Regions from separate parts of the Mus musculus genome. Here region 1 is linked to region 2. A link is a contact called in public HiChIP or PLAC-seq data. All regions are on one chromosome and are shown on one strand. Each heading gives the region's core, a stretch centred on a gene start, on an enhancer-like site or on the middle of the called end of the contact. The rest is flanking DNA. Distances are from core to core; before and after follow the strand shown.

Region 1 (3,901 bases), core at 469-2,968, 120 kb before region 2:
TCTTTTTAGGTACACGGTCTCACACTTATTTTGCTTTCTACAATTTCAATCACTTGAGCTCAAATGTGATACAAATTATTAAATGGAAAGTTTCAGAAATAAACTGAGTGTAAGTTTGAAATTGTGGTCTGCTTGAGTAATGTGATAAAATAGCCTGCCATCTCACTCTGCCCACCTAGGGCATACATCTCCACACTTTCATTTAACTTTATTTAAATGCACTGTTTCTTGCAATAATAGTATTTACTTAATTTTTCTATTTCATTTGTTATTTCTTTTATCTCACTGTGCTGTTCAGCAAAGGCCCAGGTAACCTTCACACTTGTGAACAATTTACTTACCACCTCCCAGTGTTTATAGAAGTAGTTAACACTGTGTAGTTAACGATGCTTTGCTAGTTTATTACAGCATGTCTGCACTTGGTGTGCTATCATGTGATTGGTTTTTTCTTGGAATCTGTGTGTAGACTATTGGGACTTTTAGACAATTAGGTGCTGGTCTCTTCTGTATTCATCACATATTCATCTACTGGGGATTTTGGCATTTATTGTTCACACCAGCTTGGAGAGTTAAGCCAGTGTAATGTAAATGTCTTTGGACCCCACTCTTCCTTTATTGGTAGAGAACAGATAAAAGTTTCCTCTACGTTTGGGGTTTAAAGTTGTGTTTAAGGACAACTTAAATTTTTTTCCAAAATATGGTTTAGTCAAGGATAGAAGGTAAAGAAATATTACTATCTTAGGAAAGATTATAAAGAAGATTTTATGCGAGGAAAGGAACATGATATTAAACTTTTATACCGTAGTTTGGGAAATTTTAATCCGTGGGTGACAGATTATGGGGTATAACAGAATTAAGAGGATAACACTCATTTTATTCACTGCGGTTTCAGTTACCTGTAATCAACTGTAGTCTGAAATTATTAAATGCAGAATTTCAGTTGCTGGGGATATGGCTCAGTTGGTAGTGTTTGCAATCCCTGGCACCGTGGTAATGTGTGCCTGTAATCCCAGCACTTAAGAGATAGAGCTGGAAGGATCAGAAGTTTAATGACACCATTGGCTATATATCAAGTTTGAGGCTAACCTGGAATACATGAAGCCCTGTATTAAAATCAACCAACCAATCCATAAATAACTAAAAAAAAAAAAAAAAAAAAGTAAGACATGCCATTCTGAGTCCTGTGATGAAAATTTGCGTCATTCTGCCTCATTCACCAGAGACAAGAACTATCCCTTGGTCTGGTGTAGCCAAGCTGCATGCCACCTGCCTATTAGTTATTTCATAGTCTCACCCCCATTACATCACCACTCTCCTGACCACTGTGCTTGTGCTCAGTTACTCTTATTTTATTTAATAATGGCAGCAAAGTGCACAGCAGTGATGCTAACAGCTCAGCTGTGCCAAAGAGAAGCTGTAAAGTGAAATGTTGAAAGTCCTTAATTTAAGTAGAAAGAAAGAAAAGAAAAGGAGAGGAAAGGAAAGAAGCCATGTTACTGAGTTTGCTGGGATCTCTGGTAAGAATGATTTTTTTGGTGAAAGTATAAGGAAGGGAAAAGAAGTGTGTACTGGTTTTGCTGTCTCGCCTCAAGCTCTAAAAGCTATAACCACAGTTTGTGTCAAGCATTTAGTTAAAAGAGAGAGAAAAAATCTGACTGTGGATGGAAAATGTGTCTGAACTGACAGTTGTGTGCTGGGCCAGCAAGCACTGAGCTGCTCTGAAGGGTTGGGCAAAGGATGTGTGAAGCAAGTGCTGCCATCAAGCTCTCCTGTAAGCAAGGGATGCTTGCATGTGTTCAAGGAAAGATGAAAGGTATAAAGATTAGTGGGGAGACTACTAGTCAAGTCCTTTGCTGTGTCTAATTTATAAATTAGACATCATAGGCTTGTGTGTATGAGATAAAACCTGGCACAAACTGGGGTTGTTGGTAGATACTCCCAGTAGGTGATCATAGGACACGTCAGTCAAAACATCATTCTGCTGGCTAGTGCTATGTGCATGTGTGTGGTGAGTATGCTGACCTGTTGTGGGACTGTGTGGAGGCCAGAGGTTGACTTGGGTGCTTCCTCTATTACTTTTCAATTTATGTATTTGTCTGTCTATCTATCTATCTATCTATCTATCTATCTATCTATCTACCTATCATCTATGTATCCATCTATGTCTCTATCTATTTGGGCCAGGGCATCTCACTGAACCTGGAGCCCTCTGTTTCGGCTAAATTGGTTGCTAGTGAGTATCTGGGATACGCTTGTCTCTGGTGTGTGCCATCACATCTGGGTATCAAAACTCTGGCCCTCATGGCGCATAGCCCGATAAATACCTTGACTTTCTGAGAAAGCTCCCAGTTAAGCTGTGGATGTATTAAATTCTTGCTTTTGTATCTCAGTGCTTAACACACCAATCAATATTTTGGAATGAGTCAGTGGCTCTCAGCCTTTCTCCGGCCTCGAAACTATGGGGGGTTCTTGCAGCACTGGTTGTGGAGTTGCCCCCAGGGACTCTGACTTGGCTGGTGTGGCAGGGTGGTGATGGTGGTGAGGGTGATGGATACAGTGGTGTTGGTGGTAGTTGTGGTGGTGGCTGTGGTGGTGGTGATGGTAATCCAAGGATTTATTTCTAACCCGTTGCTAGGGTTACCCACAAGGTTTTGTGAGGACCTACACTTGTGGTCAGTGAGTGGGTAACGCTCTAGTGCTTTCTTCCCTAAGTGAATATTTGCATATGTTAAAGGGGTAAAAACCTGTCCACAGCTTTGAGGTAGCCTTACTTTGTCATCATTTCTAGTTTTTTTTCCCCCTTTAAAATGTATCTTTTAGGAATTGAAACAGAAAATTGTATCTCTTCAGTAATATCTGTCCTATAATATTTTATTGTTTATTTCATTTACAGTGTGAATTCTCTAGAGACAAAACAATTGGGATATTTGAGAGGTCCCTGTTGGTAAAGGAATGTTCCACAACTCTGTACCAGTATGGAGTCACCATCTGATGGGAATTGTCTCCTTTTAACCTAGAGGTTACAATTTGGTTTGCATTTTTCTGCTTGGCTGCTTAATTTCTTTGTCATACTCCCCAGTGGATACAAATATTAAAGTCAGGCAGACAAGATGGCTCATGGGATAAAAAGCTCTTGCCGTGCAAACCTGATGAACTGAGTTGGCTCCCTGGAGCCCACATAAAAGTGAAAAATACTGACTCCATGAAGCTGTCTTCTAGCCTCTGAATGAGTGCTGTAGTATGTGCGTGCGTATGCGCACACGCACACACACTCACACACACACACACACACTCACGCACACACACACTCACGCACACATACACGCACACACACATACCCACACACACACATGCACACAAACCCAGACTAATTTTTTTATTAAAGGGATGTCTTCATATGCTGTTGCTGAGAACATACCATGATTAAGATGGGTAAATTTACTCAGTAATTTATCCTGTCTGTCTAGGACTTAGAAGAGATGCATTCTACTGTACGAATAAACATAACACACATCTAGTATGTACTTCAGGAGTAAACTTGTATGTGTGTGCACATGTGTAGTACTGGGAACTAAACCCAGGACATGATGCGTACTAGACAAGTGTCCTACCAGTTTTACCAGTGAGCTATCCTAAGACATATTTTTACTATTTTAAAATTTAGTAATAGTTATTATTATCATTAGTATTAATTATTATTTGTGTGTGTGTGTGTGTGTGTGTGTGTGTATGTTGCTCAGGCTGACCTTGAAATTTTGGACTTCTTGCCTAGGTCTTCAGGTAGCATGATTACCAGGCCTGTGCCATCAGCCCAGCCAGAAAATGATTTGTGAGAGTAGCTGACTGCTCTGCATTTCTTTCTAGAGGATCACACACAGGGACAGGCGGCTCCCACATTAAG
Region 2 (4,195 bases), core at 382-2,881:
TGTCTGGGAAACTTAGCTAGATGGCCTAAACAGACAATATCTAGTTAAAAATGGTTACCTCCCAACTGTGTAGCAAGCACACTCCTGGTGAGATTGACCACAATTCTTGCTCTTGAGAAGGGCTCTGCTTGATCTAAGCTAATTATGGTAGTTGAGTCAGTTCTTTTTGTGAATTGCCATAGTAACCAACCCAAGAATGAGCTTGTAGCCATTCCCCAAACCAGAAGCTCCTAAAGTTGCTTTGCTGGCAGTAGCAATATGGAAATGGGCACTTTCTCTAAGTGGTCAGAAGCAGTGTAGTAAAAGGGTTCCCTTCACCTATGAGCTAAGATTTACATTTGTGTTTTAGAACTACTGTTTCCATTTTGTTACTGTGTGCTATGAAGGTGAGTGATTGTAGTCCCCAGACTTTGTATTGAAATTCAGTATGCAACACTACAGTACTAAGAGGTGGGGGTTTTAGAAGGTGGTTGGGCCATGAAGGCTCAGCAGCAGGAAGGACATCAGTGCTCTTACAGGAAGCTCCCAAGAGAACGTTTCCTTTGCCATTTTGCCCTGGAAGGCTGTTGCAAACTTTAGCTGAGAACAGGCCCATCTTACTCTCCAGACTCCAGATCTGGGAGAAATAAATGTCTACAACTTATCAACTAGTCTGAGAATTGTGATATTGCAACACTACCAGATGAAGCCACTGTGGCAAAGTGGGCCTGGTGCTTAATGCAGCCCATGGAAGGAGAGCAGGCATGAGGGAGGGAAAGCAAAGCTAAGTCTTGTGAGTGTGCACCTGTACTCTCAGCCCTTGGGAGGGTAATGCAGAAGTTTTGCAAATTTAAAAAAAATTAAGTTTTAATCTTATTTTATGTGTGTGTTTTGCCTGAATATATGCATGTTCACCGTGTATGAGCCTGGTGCCTGTGGAGACTGGAAGAGGGCACTGGATCTGCTGGAACTAGAGATACAGAGGGTTGGAAGCCATTCTGTGAGTATTTGGAATTAAATTTGGGTCTTCTGCAAGAGCATCAAGTACCCTTAACCACTGAGCCATCTTTCTAGCTCTTAGGAATGAAGACTGAAGGCAGTCTGGGCTACACATTATTTCAGGCTAGAATGTGCTGCATAGAGTTTGTGTCTCAAACTAAAATCAAACCACCCCAAACTAAAAATAAAGTAGCTGGATTCCTGAAGTTTTTCTGGGTCTGAGTTAGTAATTGTGATGTCTGTTTAGGCTGTTTTTATTTATGTCTCCATTTACCTGAAACTGAAAGTACAGATGCTTTTCTGTGGTCTGCTGGAGACACCAATATGTTGTTAGCACAGAAGGTCCAGGAGTTTTGTGTGGTTCTAAAGCATGAGACACCAGGCCTGCCTGTGCTGGAGTCACAGGCAGAGGGTACAGAGTGCCAATCTGAGACTACTTGGTAAGATTGAGCATTTGTAACAGTCGGCATGAGTCTGAGAGACTGATGGAACAGAGACCTGAAGTGTGAAGCTCTGGTTAGCCTTAGGAGGAACCATTAGAGCCAGTGAAGGAGCTGCTAGAGGGACAGGGAGAGAGGCAGAATATTGATGTATCAATGCGCCTAGTGATAAAAAGTGTCCTTGAAGAGCTGGTATTCTCTGACATCACATGATCCAGAGGCATGATGAGGTTGGTAATTTGGTTGCAATTGGTGACTCAGCAAAAAGACAGAAACAAGCAGTAAGGAGCCCTGGATATTAAAAGATTTGTGACAAACAGTGGCTAAACAAAACTTTCCAAAGACAGGCTGAGCAAAATAGGAAACCATAGTGATATCTACAAGATGTAGTAGGTTTGTTTATTTGTTTTTCATCTATTTCTATTTGCTCTGTAGAAAATTCCAAAATGTAAAAAATTCCTGGGTTAGGGATATAGCATACTGGAGAGAACTCAGGTAAAATATGTGAGACCCTGGGATCAGTACCCTGTGGCATACATACCACATATACAGACACACAGATATACACAAACACATACAGACACACAGAGACACACAGACACACACACAGACATTCACAGACACACACAGACACATAGACACAGACACATAGACACACACAGACACACACACACACACACACACACACACACACACACACACACACACACTACATTTCTGGAGATTCCAAGTATTTTCTGTGTTCATTATGAATGACTGGTTGCCAAGCAACACTGACTCTTTTCATTTCCTGAAAGACGGGTAATAGTGAGAAAAGCACAGGATGAGTCAGAGAAGTCACCTGTCTAGAAAATGACTATTTTCTATGGCTTGTGAAGGCTGGCTCCATCACTGCAGAGCTAGTGGTTAGTCAGGGAGGTGTTATATCCTAGTGGTTCTAGTTCTCTGTTGCCATGATAAAGTTCTGACCAAAGCAATGTGAGAGAGGAAAGAGTTTACGTCTTATGGTCTATCAGCAAAGGAAGCTAAGGCAGGAACTAGAGATAAGAATCTGGAGGCAGGAACTGAATCAGAGGCCATGGAAGAGTGCTTCTTACTGACTCACTTTGTCTGGCTTGCTTAGACACTTTGCTTAAATAGCCCAGGCCCATCTGCCCAAGAATAGTATGGCTTATAGTGGACTAGACCTTCATAAATCATTTAGCAATTAAGAAAGTGTCGCTTAAGCACACAGACAGGCTAATCTGATGGAGACAATTCTGATGGTGTTAAGCTGACAAAAAATGGCACCATTTTCTTAGCATATTGAGGAAAGTCTGGTGTTGCTCTAGCTCTCAAGCTTGTCCTATAGGTGCAGCATTCAAACTTCAGGGAGCAAGGCAATAACTGATTGCTGAAAATACCTGGATTTAGCAGAACTCTGATGAACAAGGAAACAAACAACACCAGGGGCTGTTGGATTCTTGAGGAGCCTCCTAACAAAGACGAGTGCTCTCGGGATGACTCCATCAATAAACTCAGTTCCTAATGTCTGTTCCTTTGGGCACTACTTGCATGAGGACTCAACTTTCCCTCTCTACAATCTGGTCTGCCTCTTGCTTTCGTGACTAATCATCTATCTGGTTTTTTTTTTCTTTCAAACATAGTCTGCTATACTTGATTAAGGTTCTGCTTATAACCAAATGCTACTTCTGCCTCCTTGAGACTGCTCCCAGTCCCTCTGACCAGAGTTTTAAGTGTACACAAACATTCCCTTGAGACACTTTTAAAGCCAACCTTTGGAGTCTATTCTCCTCACTGAAAAAGTTCCTGTAGATATTTTGTAGTTCATTCATTTCATAAATAACTATTATGTACCTACTAGGGGTGGGGACTATGCTAAGCACCGGGATATGGTTAACAAGAGGTATATTAGTTATTTCACTGTTATGTGGTCAGATACGTGACAGAAGCTAGCTCATCATTTCATCTATCCAGTGTGGTGGGGAGGGTGTGACTGAGAAAGGCATAGCTCACTGTGGTGGGAAAGAAGGAGAGGAGACATTTGAATGCTGCGCTGGTCTCCTCATTTATGCAGTTCAGGCTTCTAGACTATGGATGTATTTTCTACGTTTAGAGTGGGTCTTCTCCTCAATTGATTTCCTCTAGAAATCACAGACAAACCCAAGAGTTGTGTCTTATCCATTTCCTAGACAATTTGATATCTAGCCAACTTATCCATGAAGACTAACCATTACTGATGTGCACTGCCTAGTCCTCGGACTCTAACAAAAGTGAAAATTGTATTGTGATAGTTTTCACTCCCTGCAGAGCTAAAATAGCTTTGGCTCCTTCCTTTATCTTTTGGCTACATGTGCATGAGGTGGGTGTTTTTGTTCTACCACACCCTCCCAACATGATGTCCTGCCCTGCCAAAGCAATGGAACCAGTCCACCAAGGACTGGGCCTCCCAATACTATAAGCCAGGATAAAATGTATCTCTTTACAAGCTTATCATCTCAGGTATTTTGCTACAGAGATGGAAACCGGCTAACACATCGATGCTGGTTCATGTTTTGTGTTCAGGGCTCCCGTGACTCACATACCGTCTTGGCAGAGGGTGTGAATGAGCCTCTGTGTCCAGGCTGAGGACATTCAGGACGATGAGTTTCAATGGCAGCAGCCTTTGCTGCCTTTGACCTGACGCTGTTGGTGTTGGTTCCTCTGTCATCACAAGCTTCTGGCTGTTTTTAGCATCTCTTACTCTGCTGGTTAGGTTCCTGGTCTCCAAGCCAAAT

The links. HiChIP or PLAC-seq counts read pairs in DNA pulled down with a chosen protein or histone mark.
Region 1: a CTCF HiChIP or PLAC-seq map of CD8 T cells shows a contact between it and region 2, with 8 read pairs. The contact joins two enhancer-like sites. A contact is called at or near these places in 2 of 15 datasets of contacts at CTCF or cohesin (CD8 T cells and the G1E-ER4 cell line), 8 of 484 Hi-C or Micro-C datasets (CD8 T cells, bone marrow-derived macrophages, liver and 1 more), 5 of 115 datasets of contacts at active chromatin or transcription factors (the HPC-7 cell line, a beta-TC-6 cell line, bone marrow-derived dendritic cells and 2 more) and 2 of 9 other capture datasets (bone marrow-derived macrophages and embryonic stem cells).

What each region holds. Positions count from the first base shown.
Region 1 is chr1:51,568,543-51,572,443 of GRCm38.p6, reverse strand. All of the region lies in intron 3 of Gm17767 (predicted gene, 17767), which reads left to right. Among named protein-coding and RNA genes, the nearest start is that of Gm17767, 26 kb to the left of the region's middle. Within about 2 kb of position 1,718, at least 13 of the 459 cell types and tissues checked have an H3K27ac peak or open chromatin away from gene starts, as enhancers often do. A contact at or near this core is called in CD8 T cells, where this site is marked.
Region 2 is chr1:51,447,052-51,451,246 of GRCm38.p6, reverse strand. No RefSeq gene overlaps it. Among named protein-coding and RNA genes, the nearest start is that of Nabp1, 29 kb to the left of the region's middle. Within about 2 kb of position 1,631, at least 26 of the 459 cell types and tissues checked have an H3K27ac peak or open chromatin away from gene starts, as enhancers often do. A contact at or near this core is called in CD8 T cells, where this site is marked.